3 separate regions of the Mus musculus genome follow, and all the other regions are linked to region 1. The links are chromatin contacts, called in public Hi-C maps. All regions are on one chromosome and are shown on one strand. Each heading gives the region's core, a stretch centred on a gene start, on an enhancer-like site or on the middle of the called end of the contact. The rest is flanking DNA. Distances are from core to core; before and after follow the strand shown. Region 1 has its middle 440 kb from the start of Gm25020. Region 2 has its middle 290 kb from the start of Gm31711. Region 3 overlaps Sugct (succinyl-CoA glutarate-CoA transferase).

The links. Hi-C and Micro-C count contacts between places; a contact is called where the count stands out from the background.
Region 2: a Hi-C map of embryonic fibroblasts shows a contact between it and region 1, with 4 times the contacts expected there. The contact joins two enhancer-like sites. A contact is called at or near these places in 7 of 484 Hi-C or Micro-C datasets (the AML12 cell line, adipose-derived mesenchymal stem cells, embryonic fibroblasts and 3 more), 2 of 115 datasets of contacts at active chromatin or transcription factors (both in embryonic stem cells) and 1 of 9 other capture datasets (embryonic stem cells).
Region 3: a Hi-C map of tail fibroblasts shows a contact between it and region 1, with 2.7 times the contacts expected there. The contact joins two enhancer-like sites. A contact is called at or near these places in 8 of 484 Hi-C or Micro-C datasets (the HL-1 cell line, embryonic fibroblasts, embryonic stem cells and 2 more) and 2 of 115 datasets of contacts at active chromatin or transcription factors (bone marrow-derived dendritic cells and embryonic stem cells).

What each region holds. Positions count from the first base shown.
Region 1 is chr13:16,759,478-16,763,629 of GRCm38.p6, forward strand. No RefSeq gene overlaps it. Among named protein-coding and RNA genes, the nearest start is that of Gm25020, 440 kb to the right of the region's middle. Within about 2 kb of position 2,189, at least 76 of the 459 cell types and tissues checked have an H3K27ac peak or open chromatin away from gene starts, as enhancers often do. A contact at or near this core is called in embryonic fibroblasts and tail fibroblasts, where this site is marked.
Region 2 is chr13:16,547,777-16,551,928 of GRCm38.p6, forward strand. No RefSeq gene overlaps it. Among named protein-coding and RNA genes, the nearest start is that of Gm31711, 290 kb to the left of the region's middle. Within about 2 kb of position 2,430, at least 12 of the 459 cell types and tissues checked have an H3K27ac peak or open chromatin away from gene starts, as enhancers often do. A contact at or near this core is called in embryonic fibroblasts, where this site is marked.
Region 3 is chr13:16,914,401-16,918,552 of GRCm38.p6, forward strand. The region is part of intron 13 of Sugct (succinyl-CoA glutarate-CoA transferase); the gene reads right to left. Among named protein-coding and RNA genes, the nearest start is that of Gm25020, 290 kb to the right of the region's middle. Within about 2 kb of position 1,806, at least 3 of the 459 cell types and tissues checked have an H3K27ac peak or open chromatin away from gene starts, as enhancers often do. A contact at or near this core is called in tail fibroblasts, where this site is marked.

The DNA of each region.
Region 1 (4,152 bases), core at 939-3,438:
AATGGTTTCGCTCATTGATCACTACACATTAAATCTTTCACCAAAAGTTCAAAGTCAAATGTTTGGTCTTTTGCAAGAGAATCTTTCTGGCACTGGACAATATGCCTCTAAAATGAGGAAATTAGAAAATTTGCCAAAGCATTGCATCTAGTTTCCGAGGTGTCATCCTATACATTCTGTCAGTGAGAGCCATACTCTCCATCCGAGAGAGGAACTTGATGTCTTCCTTTCTGACTCTAAACCTGTATCAACTTTCATTTATACATGGCCACTCTTGTGTATAACTTTATTCTAGATTAAGGTCTTTCCCAAGTGCAAAATCCCTTTGGAAAACCCTGTTAAATGATAGCAATCTAAATGGTTCAGCCAGAATCACTCAGACTTATCAGCAATGTAACAATAAGTCAGGACAATATGCTGTCTGAACAATGTGATCCACTCATTATTCTCCTGTGATGGTTTTCATGCCAACCTTCATTTTATCAGCCACAAAGAAATAAAATGTGTTTTAAACTAAACTAATATTTGTTTCTTCTCATTAGTTTTAAAATTAATTTGAATCTGTAAGCCTAATACCTTTTGATATCAGTAAAATGTACTTCTTTCTGGAGATCCCACAGGGCCCCTCTTCTCTAGGTTTATGACTACTGCATATCTGACTAATAAATATATATGTTATCACAGAGGTATTTGCTTCAGTAGATAATCATGTAACTTTCAGAAATAATTTCACAATCTTAAAGTAGTTACTCTTCAATAAGGCAACTATTCAGTCAATAAATGCCATTCTGTGTGATCACCAGGGTGGCTGCCAAGTGAGGTGACCTTAAAAAGTGGAGGAGAACTAAAGGAAGAGAGGGTGGGTATCCAGAATAAAACCAAACATTTTACAACAGGAGGCTCTCAGGGAGACTGGCTAGGTTCCATAGAAGCCCATTCATATCTGGAAGTCTTTATCATTGTTTTAAGGCTGGAAATCAATGACTACTATCCTCTTGAGAGTCTGAAACCTGAAACAAGAATATTTCTCTAAGCACCTTTGCAAATGTACTTAATTTTCCGTGAGAACTCACTGTCTTGAACTGGCTCCTGGAATTCAAGGCAAGGGTAGGAAGTCGAATCCAATAAATGAATAACTTTCAGGAACTTCAAACTTGATTATTTCTGATGGCTCTTCCTTGTTTAAAAAAAAAAACAAAAAAACAAAAAAAAACAAAAAAACAAAAAACAAAAAACAGGTAGGGTAGTTTGCACTTAGGTAACTCTTTGAAAGAGGAGACCAAGAGCATACAGCCTGTGTACGCTGATGAGCCTCATTCTATATCTTGTTGGCTCAGAGTGCCTTTGTTTGGAATCTTGCCCCTGGTCGAGGGTCAGCTAACTAAAGAGGGAATGAGATTCAAATTCTTTAATTAGTTTCTCAGTGATTCTCTACAGTTGGCAATGAAGGAAATACTTTCTGGGAGATCAGGTTCTTACCCTGAAAGTTTGGATACTTGAAAGACCAAGATCATTTTCAGCCCATTGTTCTAGCCTGCCTCTGAACTGGGTTTTCTGCTAAAGTCTTTGGAGCCAAATTTTTATTTCATCCTCACAACCATGGCTCAGAGGCACCAATAAGCATGCCTCATGAATGCACAAAGGCCTGTCATCTTACCAGCACTTAACATAGTACATTCGTGGAGCTACTTGAAAGGCAAACAGGTTTTGTTTGTGAATATTGTGAATGAACATTGCAATAGACTGTACACATATCTTGGCATGTTCAGAGGTCAAGTCCTCCAAAAATTTTCCCCCAGAGTGAGGGCAGCTCACCAACTATGCTGAAGCTTTCTTAGAAGTCGGTACTGTGAGTAGGGGAGGATTCAGACAAGCATCTTTGGAATGACCACGCCCTATCCTAACAATAGGTGCTAATTTCCACTGTCCATGTTGTCCCTTTAAACGCTGACCATTTAGCCTGGCACAAAGGCAGCATACAGAAAGACATGACTCCATTGATATAGTTGTATGCTAAGTAAAACATTCTTCCAAAGGCACAGAACACGTGACTCCAGTGCCATCTTCCGAGTAGGACACTGCATACTTGAACAAAAGCCACAAAGAAGTGATCATGCCTTTCCAGCTTATGCAGCAGCTGGAATGTATCTGACAGGGACCCCACCCTGGCCTTGTTAGTGAGTCATGGTCCTTCCTCCTTGGGGAGGACTTGCCCGGCTTCCTGATAGAGGAGAAGGCCATATATGGAGACATCTCTTCTCTTGCCTCTGGGTGGAGAAATGGAACAGAAAGAAAGTTCAAATCTTGTATTGATGTCTACTCTTACAAAAATATTCTTTTGAGCAGTTTGACTTTCCTGTATAAAGCCATATTAAACACACTTCACTTCAGACATTTAGTTGAAAGAAAAACATCTGCTTTCTGAGGGTTATTAAAGTTCTACCTTCAGCCTTCCAAGTCTGGGGAAAGACAACTTTGGGAGGAAACAGTCTCTGATTTGGTGCATCAAATGGCTCTCAGAGTAAAGGTTGGATACACACCGTGTTCACCCAAAATAGGAAGCCAACATTAAGGAGGAAATCAAGAGTAGAGAAAACATGTAAAACTGATTTTTTTTTTTACACTCTTGGGAAAGGCTCTTTAGTCTTTTTTGCATTACTGGAAACATGTCTCTCCCATGAGACTCCAAAGTGATGTCCACTCTATCATGACCAGCATGTAATCAGTTCTAAGTTCTGTGAACCACCTGCTATCTCATGAGAGATTTCTCCAGCAGCCACTTGTTCGGCTGTGCTGAATACTGACATGGAACTGATGTCTTTACAATATGCTAATGCTGCATGTGCATATCTTGCAGAGTGTTAAACAGTACAGCAGTTTATTAATGCTGTTATTTGCCTCTTTTTTCAACACTGTGTGCATGCTCTGCAATGGTCAGAAGGACGGGGATTGCAGCTTAGTCATGTCCAGGCCCCACTCTTCCCCTGCATTCTCCTTATCCCCGTGCTGTGTACTTGCTGAGCACTGCAGTATTGATGACTTGGTTCATGAGGCCCTGTTGCACATGTCCACACGGGAGGCTGGCCTTTTGGCTGCGATGATGATTCCCCAGTGCCCTAATTCTGAAGCAGTGTTTGAAGTTTTCGGCTGCGTCTTTTAAGTTATTACTTCTGCCCACCCTGCCTAGGACGACTCGAAAAATAACAAATAACAACAATAAGCCTGCCTTAACACTGCCAAAAGAAACTGCCTGGGACTTTTCAGAAGCCACATTCAATTTATGAATAAATGAAATAGATCTTCTCGACCAACCATGACAATAAGCACTGGCCTACATATTCAGGGCCTGAAAGAAGTCGAGGCAATGGGCCTAATGAGAAGCAGTCAGCGAATCTAATGAGAATCAGACAGAAGGCCTAATGAGACATTTAACATGCTCTGCCTCTCCCCTCCTCTTTTGTTCAGTTTTCATGGGAATCTGTGTTTGGGGAGCTCAGTTGCACTGGCTACAAGCAGATACATATGGCTTCAGTGGGGGATCCAGGAAGCAAGAGAAAGACTAAAGATACCCGAGTATGGGCGAGTCAAACCTAGAAAATAGACGCAAATGACATGCTAATGATAAGACTTGGCTTTTATTTTTAATTGAATCCAATCCTTTCTCAGGATACCAGAGAGTCACAGGGCTATGGGCGATAGGACAATAAACGGGCAAAGATTTCAATTGCATTACATCACTGCTCAGAGGGAAAGAGCCATAAGAAAAACCAGCAGTTCTGTTTCAGCCACCTGGAGTGAAGGGGTTGCAACAGAGTGATACCTGGGATTGCCTCCTTATGAAGCCACATTCCTGGGAACAGTAGGTGGTTTCATGTGTTGATCTTGGACAGAGTTGGCAGCTAGCAAGATAGCTATCAAATTATAAGTTAGGCAGGACTGGGTGTAGGGAAGGGATATGAACCTTACTCAGTTACAGCTCAGCATATCCATTACCTGTGTTGGAGGTATGGAAAGGGTGTCCAACACACACACACACACACACACACACACACACACACACACACACACCAGAGTTCAAATGTTTACCTGATCCATGGATTTAGTAGCTTCAGAGTGTAGAATGGTTTTGAGAGAACATAGGCATGATTTCTA
Region 2 (4,152 bases), core at 1,180-3,679, 210 kb before region 1:
GAGAAAATGCCTGAATGTGATTGGCATTGAATATGGGGAATTTTATGGTATTTAGTGATTGATGTGTGAAGGCCCAGGACATTGTAGGGAGTTCTGGGGTGCATAAGAAAGTAGGAAGGGTAAGCCACATAGAATATGCCACTAAGCAGCTTTCCTCCATGGTCTCTCTCTCTCTCTCTCTCTCTCTCTCTGTCTGTCTGTCTGTCTCTCTCTCTCTGCCTGTCTCTCTGTCTCTGTCTCTCTGACTCTGTCTGTCTGTTTCTCTCTCTCTCTCTCTCTCTCTCTCTCTCTCTCTCTCTCTCTCTGTGTGTGTGTGTGTGTGTGTGTGTGTGTGTAAATCACTTTCTTCCTCCAGATTCTGTCAAATTTAAATTATTACCTTGACATCCCTCAGTAACAGACTGTGATGTGTATCTACATGTTGAAACAATCCCTTTTCTTCACAAGTTTCTTTTGGTCACAGTGTTTTATCACAGCAATAAAAACCCTATCAAAGACAGAATGTATAATGGGTGTATATGATATAAACTACATATACAGAAACTGACATACGTTTATTTTGAGTCCTCTTCTTTTGTAAAGTTTACCATGATGATATTTCTAATTGTTAGTACATTTCAAAGATGATTTGGGATATGCAGAACTCTTTTAACAAATTGACTAATTCTGTTGCCTATTGGAATATGGGATTATTATTATGATGATAATAATATATTGACTAGGTTGAATCATTTTTATATATTTTCAAGACCTTCAAATTAATAATTGAAAAACTGTCAGTCCTGAATTACATTCTGATAGACACTCATTCAGTTATTTTCCCGTTTCTGTTCTTAATCCCCAAACATTCAGAATCAACTTATAATGAGAATTCTTTGTCCATGCTTTACCTCATAGCTTACTTGGTTTAAGATGACAAAGTATGACAAGAACGTGGGTTAGACCAAAGTTAAAAGCCATGCTTACTTTCCAGTAACACTAACTTGGAAGTGATGAAAGGAATTCTAGGCTTACTTTGTGTGAATGCCTTTGAGTCAGGGAAACAATATTTAGCATTTTATTATATGAAATAACAGTTATTTTCCTCCTAAGTCAGAATCTATTTTCTCCATTCTAGTCCTGCTGCCTGCTTTGTCAAGCTTCTCTCTAGCATTTCACACAATCAAGCATCAAGCCTTTGGGTTCCAGAGCCATGAAGGTGATAAACCATACAATGTCAATGGGAGCTGTATATGTGAAAACTCGGTGAAGTTACTGGGGATTGTGACATCACTTTTTAAAAAATTATTTATTTATTTACATTTTAAATATTATCCCCTTTCCTGGATTGCCCTCCAGAAACCCCCTATACCATCTTCTTTCCCCTTGCTTCTATGAGGGTGCTCACCTACCCACCCACTGACTCCCACCTCTCCATTCTGTCTTTGCCCTGAGCCTGGGCACCGAGCCTTCCCAGGACCTCTCTTCCCATCCTCTGCTATATATGCAGGTAGAGTCATTAGTCCCTCCATGTGTACACTTTGGTTGGTGATTTAGTCCCTGGGAGCTATGGGGGCGGAGGGGAGGCTGATTCATTGATATTATTATTATTCCTATGGTTTGCAAACGTCTTCAGCTCCTTAGGTCCTTCCTCTAACTCATCCATTGGGGACTCCATGCTCAGTCCAATGTCTGGCCACGAACATCTGCCTCTGCATTTGTCAGACTCCTGTCAGCAAGCACTTCTTGACATCCACTGTAGTGTATGGGTTTGGAGTATGTATGTAGGATACCCCAGGTAGGACAGTCTCTGGATGGCCATTCTTCAGCCTCTGCTCCATATTTTGTCTCCGTATTTCCTCCCTTGAGTATTTTGTTCCCCCTTCTAAGAAGGACTAAAGCATCTACACCTTGGTCTTCCTCCTTCTTGAACTTTGTTTGGTCTGTGAATTGTGTCTTGGCTATTCTGGGCTTTTGAGAAAATATCCACTTACCAGTGGGGGCAAACCTTGTGTGTTCTTTTGTGACTGCTTCCCTTGCTCAGCATGATATTTTTTCATTCTATTCATTTGCCTAAGAATTGCATGAAGTCATTGTTTTTAATAGCTGAGTAGTACTCCATTGTATAAATGTACCACATTTTCTGTCTCCATTCTTCTGTTGAAGAACATCTGGGTTCTTTCTACTGTCTGGCTATTATAAATAAGGATGCTGTGAACATAGTGGAGCATGGGTCCTTGTTATATGTTAGAGCATCTTTTACGTATGTGCTCAGGTATGGTATAGCTGGGTCCTCAGGTAGTGCTATGTCCATTGTTTTTAGGAACCTCCAGACTGATTTCCAGAGTGGTTGTACCATCTTGTAATTCCACCAACAATAGAGGAGTGTTCCTCTTTCTCCACATCCTTGCCAGCATCTGCTCTCATCTATGTTTTGATCATAAATGTTCTGACTAATATGAGGTGGAATCTCAGGATTGTTTTGATTTGCACTTCCCTGATGACTAAGGATGATGCACATTTCTTTAGGTGCTTCTTGGCCATTTGACATTCCTCATTTGAGAATTCTTTGTTCACTCTGTACCTCATATTTTATTACTTGGTTCTCTGAAGACTAACTTCTTGAGTTCTATGTACATGTTGGATATTAGCCCTCTATTGGGTATAGGATTCATAAAGATATTTTCCCAATCTCTTGGTTGCTGTTCTATTCTATTGACAATGTCCTTTGCCTTACAGAAGCTTTGCAATTTTCTGAGGTCCCATTCATTGATTCTTGACATTAGAGCATAAGTTAAAATAGGTGTTTAGATGTTCAAGAAATTTTCCCATGGGCCCATGTGTTCAAAGCTCTTAACCATTTTGTCTTCTACTATTTTCAGTGTCTCTGGTTTTATGTGTAGGTCCTTGATCCACTGAACCTCAGCTTTGTACAAAGAGATAAGAATGGATCAGTGTGCATTTTTCTACATGCTGCCCTCCACTTGAACCAGCACCATTTGTTGAAATGCTGTCTGTTTTCCACTGGATGGGTTTAGCTCCTTTGTCAAAGATCAAGTGGCCATAGATATGTGGGTTCATTTCTAGGTCTTCAGTTCTATTCCATTGATCAACCTGTCTGTCTCTGTACCAATACCATGGAGTTTTTATCACTATTGCTCTGTAGTAAATCTTGAGGTCAGGGATGCTGATTCTCCCAGAAGTTCTTTTACTGTTGAGAGTAGTTTTTGCTATCCTCTGTTTCTGTTTATTACAAATAAATTTGCAAATTGCTCTTTCTAAGTCTATAAAGAATTGAGTTTGGATTTTGATGGGGATTGCATGGAATCTGTAGACTGATTTTGTTAAGATATCAGCTTTTACTGTATTAATCCTGCCAATCTATGAGCATGGGAGATCTTTCCATCTTCTGAGCTCTTCTGTTTCTTTCTTCAAAAATTTGAAGTTCTTCTCATACAGATCTTTCACTTGCTTGGTTAGAGTCACACCAAAGTATGTAATATTATTTGTGACTATTCTGAAGGGTATCGTTTTCTTAATTTCTTTCTCAGCCTGTTTATCCTTTGAGTAGAAGAAGGCTAGTGCTTTGTTTGAGATAATTTTTATCCAGCGACCTTTCTGCATTTCTTCATCAGATTTAGGAGTTCTCTGGTGGAATTTTTGGAGTCACTTAAGTGTACTATCATATCATCTGAAAATGTGATACTTTGACTTCTTCCTTTCCTATTTGTATCCATTTACCCTCCTTTTGTTGTCTACATGCTCTGGCTAGTACTTCCAGTACTATATTGAATAGGTAGGGAGAGAGTGAGCAATGTTGTCTAGTCCCCGACTTTAGTGGAATTCTTCGAGGTTCTCTGCATTTAGTTTGGTGTTGGCTACTTGTTTGGTGTATATTGCTTTTAATATGTTTAGGTATGGGCCTTGAATTCCTGAACTTTACAAGACTGAAGGAGTGTTGAATTTTATCAAATGATTTCTCAACATCCAATGAAATGATCATATGGGTTTTTTTTTTGAGTTTGTTTATATAATCAATTATGTTGATGGATTTCTGTATATTAAACCATCCCTGTATCCCTGGGATGAAGCCTACTTGATCATGATGGATGATCATTTTGATGTGTTCTTAGATTCAGTTTGGGAAAATTTTATTGAGTACTTTTGCATCAA
Region 3 (4,152 bases), core at 556-3,055, 150 kb after region 1:
TCTGTTTTGACAACCACCACAACTATCTGAGTAATTGATTTATCTCAAGAGACGGACCTGGTGCTGAATGCTTTACACATATGGAACAATTTAAACCTTACAAGTTTAAAAAGTAGGTAATAGATGATATACTCCTTAATTCCATTTTGTAGACTATGAGATTGATAGCTAAATAATTGAAGCATGCGGTGCTATGGAAGGGAATGGAAAATGGTTTAGAAGTCTCTGGAGCATATGTCCATCTTATCTCAGAGCAGGCAGACATACTTCCTGTTCTCTGCTTCAACCAGCCGTGTGTTCAATCCAACCTTCAAATTCCAGCATATACACAAGTATTATCTATCTTTTGGAATGTATTCTATAATAGTTAAAATCAATTGACATGCTGTTTAAATGGTTACATATTTATTATCAAACTATTTTATAAGTATTTAAATAGAGTTCTTCTCTGACTCGGTCTAACACCATAGTTGATTGGTTGACTTTGCCCATGTAAATTGTCATTTAAGGAGCCTTAGAAATGTAAAGCATAGGGAAGAAAAAACTCCCTGGATTAGAGTTTGCATCATCAAAAACCATCTTGGAAGTCTCCCAAGAAGCATGGCTAGATATACTTCCAAATCCTCAAACATCAAACACCCAAGTGAAAATCATTGTGTTCAATGAGATTTTCTTCATATGAAATAAATCCAGGAGTACTGACAGAAGCTTGTTGTCACATATTTCCAGGTGGTCCCGGACAGCTATTTCAGGGTTTTATCAAATTCGTGGTGAGGAGTTGCAAATGGTCTGTTTTCATTTCCACTTCTTTTAAAAGATGTTTCATAGAGTGCGTGCTTCTCTGAATATCAAAAGTAATTTCTTCCTTAGGAATTCTTTAAAAATTGAGCTTCTACTCCAGGCAGCCTTAGCTACCCTTCTTTGGCTACCAGCATTACATGTGTCAAATGCAAGCACTAGACTTTTTATATTAAAACATATCTTAAAGGAATAAGCTCTTTTCACAAGGACATGAAACAAATGACTGCGATTAAGTCAACTACACAGAAGAATTATTCATCCCTGACAGTGGATGTATTACCAGTTCACTAGGCTGGATTTCTGTCTGCAGGATGCCTCAGTGTTCTTCCCCCCATGGCTCAGAGTAACATGAGTTTTGAAAGAAGCCTTCGAGAAAGTTCCCAAATGTGTACATGGGCTTCTCTGCATGGAAGCAAGTTGTCTTACTTTCTGCTGTTGTCTGCTGGGAGAATGTCAGCTTGGGTTGATGAACAGACCTCCAACATATTTTGCTTTCCAGACAGAGAAGCAGCAAACAGCACTTTCTCACCAAACCCAAGGAACAAAATTTTCATGTCTGTTTTGATGAATGAGCTATTCAGAAGCAGTGAGTTCATGTTTTTTGGCATTCAGAAATTGGTAAAGACTCATATAAATAGTAAACAATGCTTTTTGGCTTCATGCCTCAGCCCAAATAGTATGTTACATGCAGCCAGCCTCATTCTATCCTTGGGCACACCCATGAGTCCCACTTAAGTAAATAAAAACTGCATAAAGTTTTCTGTGGAACTGAATTAGGCTAGGGGTGTGCTATGCATGAAGAACTAAGGCCATGGCTCAAGCCTTCTTCTGTCTATGGTTTGGGCTTGTGAGTCTTTAAAAACAATAACTTTTTTCTTTGCTGTATATTTATTAGCATGCTTCAGTCAGGCTTAAAAAAACCGACCCCAAAGCCAGGGAATCCTAAAACTAGCCAAGTGTCTGAAGTCATAGTGTAAAAAGACAGAGTCCTTTTTACTTCTGAAGGGTGCTTTCGTGTAGACACAGTGAAGCTGACCACAAATAAAAGTGAAAACAGATCCTGAATGAGTGTATCAAGCAATGGAAAACAAATGGGTTCTGGAGTTCAGATGCAGCAACACTGGTTTCTGTATGCCCCACATTCTGCTCCTTGCCCCAATTATTATTTTTTTATTTCTAGCAGTATTAGTGGAATTAAATCTTTCCATATGAATGCAGAATTGGCCTATGGTGCCAAATTTTTGTTTCTGCACTCAAGCTGGGAGAAAAACAGGACAATACTATGGTGATGCCACTGCTCTTTTAGTGTAACAATTTGAGAATTGATGTTTAGCCATGGGCACCTAGACATCTCTCAGAAGATAGAAATTACAAAAACATTGAAGTTGAGCACCTGATCATGTTTTCTAACGTATTTTTATTTAAGTTGTTCAGCCTTTGAACCACCCACAACACACCAAGTGTGCCTAAAGACATTAATCTTTGTATTTCTCTGTGTCTCTGTCTCTGTCTCTGTCTCTGTTTCTGTCTCTCTCTCTCTCTCTCAATTTGAGAAGATCCTGGACAGTTACAGTATTAAGAAATGGAAGATTAACCTCACAATTTTGAAGCTTTCATGCAAAAATTGATGCGAGGTATAACAGCTTGTATTCTTTTTCTCAAAGCTCATATTATATATAAAATATTAATGAATGGTTTGTTGTTTCAGGTAATCTAGGTGGTAGAGAAACAGCCATTAGCTAGGAAATGCCACATATTCTTTTCAAGAAACTTATACTTTGCTTTGAAGTTCACTTTTTGCTGAAACTTTTAGTTAGCATTATTTCGCTTAGTTTATACCTTATGTTATATTTATGCATGTAATGCTGATAGCATTTCATTTCTGACAGTTTGGAAAAGGAGAAGCTCTGCGTTTTCTTTCTAGGGAGGTCAAAGCTTAGGATAACCAGCATCTCTATACTGAAGAACAAACTGCTACCGTTTTGTGTCTTTAAGCTATATAATGATGAGTGCTGGCCTTTAATTTATTTCAACTCTTTTTATTGTTATAAAGCACAAGGAATGGAGTTGTGTATTAGTTGATTTTCAAGTAACAAAGGAGAGGGAATGACATATAGCAGAACATTTTTATTTTAATACTATAGTTAACAATAAGTCTATGATATTACTCAGTCCTGCTATTACCAACTATCTCAAGTAGAAAAATATTTCTTTTCTTTTAAAGGTTTAGCTATTTATTTTATCTATGAGTACACTGTAGCTGTCTTCAGACACACCAGAAAAGGGCATCAGATCCCATTACAGATGGTTGGGAGTCACCATGTGGTTGCTGGGAATTGAACTCTGGACCTCTGGAAAAATAGTCAATGCTCTTAACCACTGAGCCATCTCTCCAGCTCCAGAAAAATACTTCATAAAGAAACATGCTAGTTCCAGTTTCTTTTTTCTTCCCTTTTTAAAAAACTAGATATTTACTTTATTTATATTTCAAATGTTGTCCTCTTTCCTGGTTTCCCTTCCAAAACCACCCTATCCTCTTCCCCGTCCCCCTGCTCACCAACTTACTCACACTGGCTTCCTGGCCCTGGCATTCCTCTACTGTGGAAATACAGTCTAGTCATAGAGCCTTCAGAGGACCAAGGGCCTCTCCTCCCATTGATGGCCGACTTAGGCCATCCTCTTCTACATATGCAGCTGGAGCCATGAATCCACTATGTGTATTCTTTGGTTGGTGATTTAGTCCCTGGGAGTTCTGGGGGTACTGGCTAGTTTATATTGTTGTTCCTCCTATGGGGCTGCAATCCCTTCAGCTCCTTGGGTCCTTCCTCTAGCTCCTTCATTGGGGACCCTGAATCAAAAGTTAAGTGCTTTAATCACTAGCATTTAAAATATAGTGGAGTTTACTATAAGAAAATCTAAAAATGTAAATAAAATACAATGGTTTTATTTTCTTGTGGAAAAATGATAAACTGTAGAAAAGAAAAAGCAAAGATGATAATAAAATTCTCTCTTCCAGCTCCATATAAGCAAGATGTCAGTTTTTTGGTACCAGACCCCCAGCTATCTATGAAAACAAGCATTGCTTCAAGAACAAAGGAGGGATAGATGGTTTCCAGATATGGGAAAAGAACCTTTGGAGGTGCATTGCTTTCTCTAAATGGCTATTGTGTTGAGGCTATGTGGTCCTTCTCACTTTCCATGGCTTCTTAAGAATCTCACTGCTCATGATGTGTAAGCAGGACGACTCATGGGGAAAGGTGTTTACAAGGCTTTAAAGACGATGTCTTGGAAACTGTAAAGGTTTTATAGTCTTAACAGAAAATGTTGTCCATCATGAAAGCCCACCAGGAT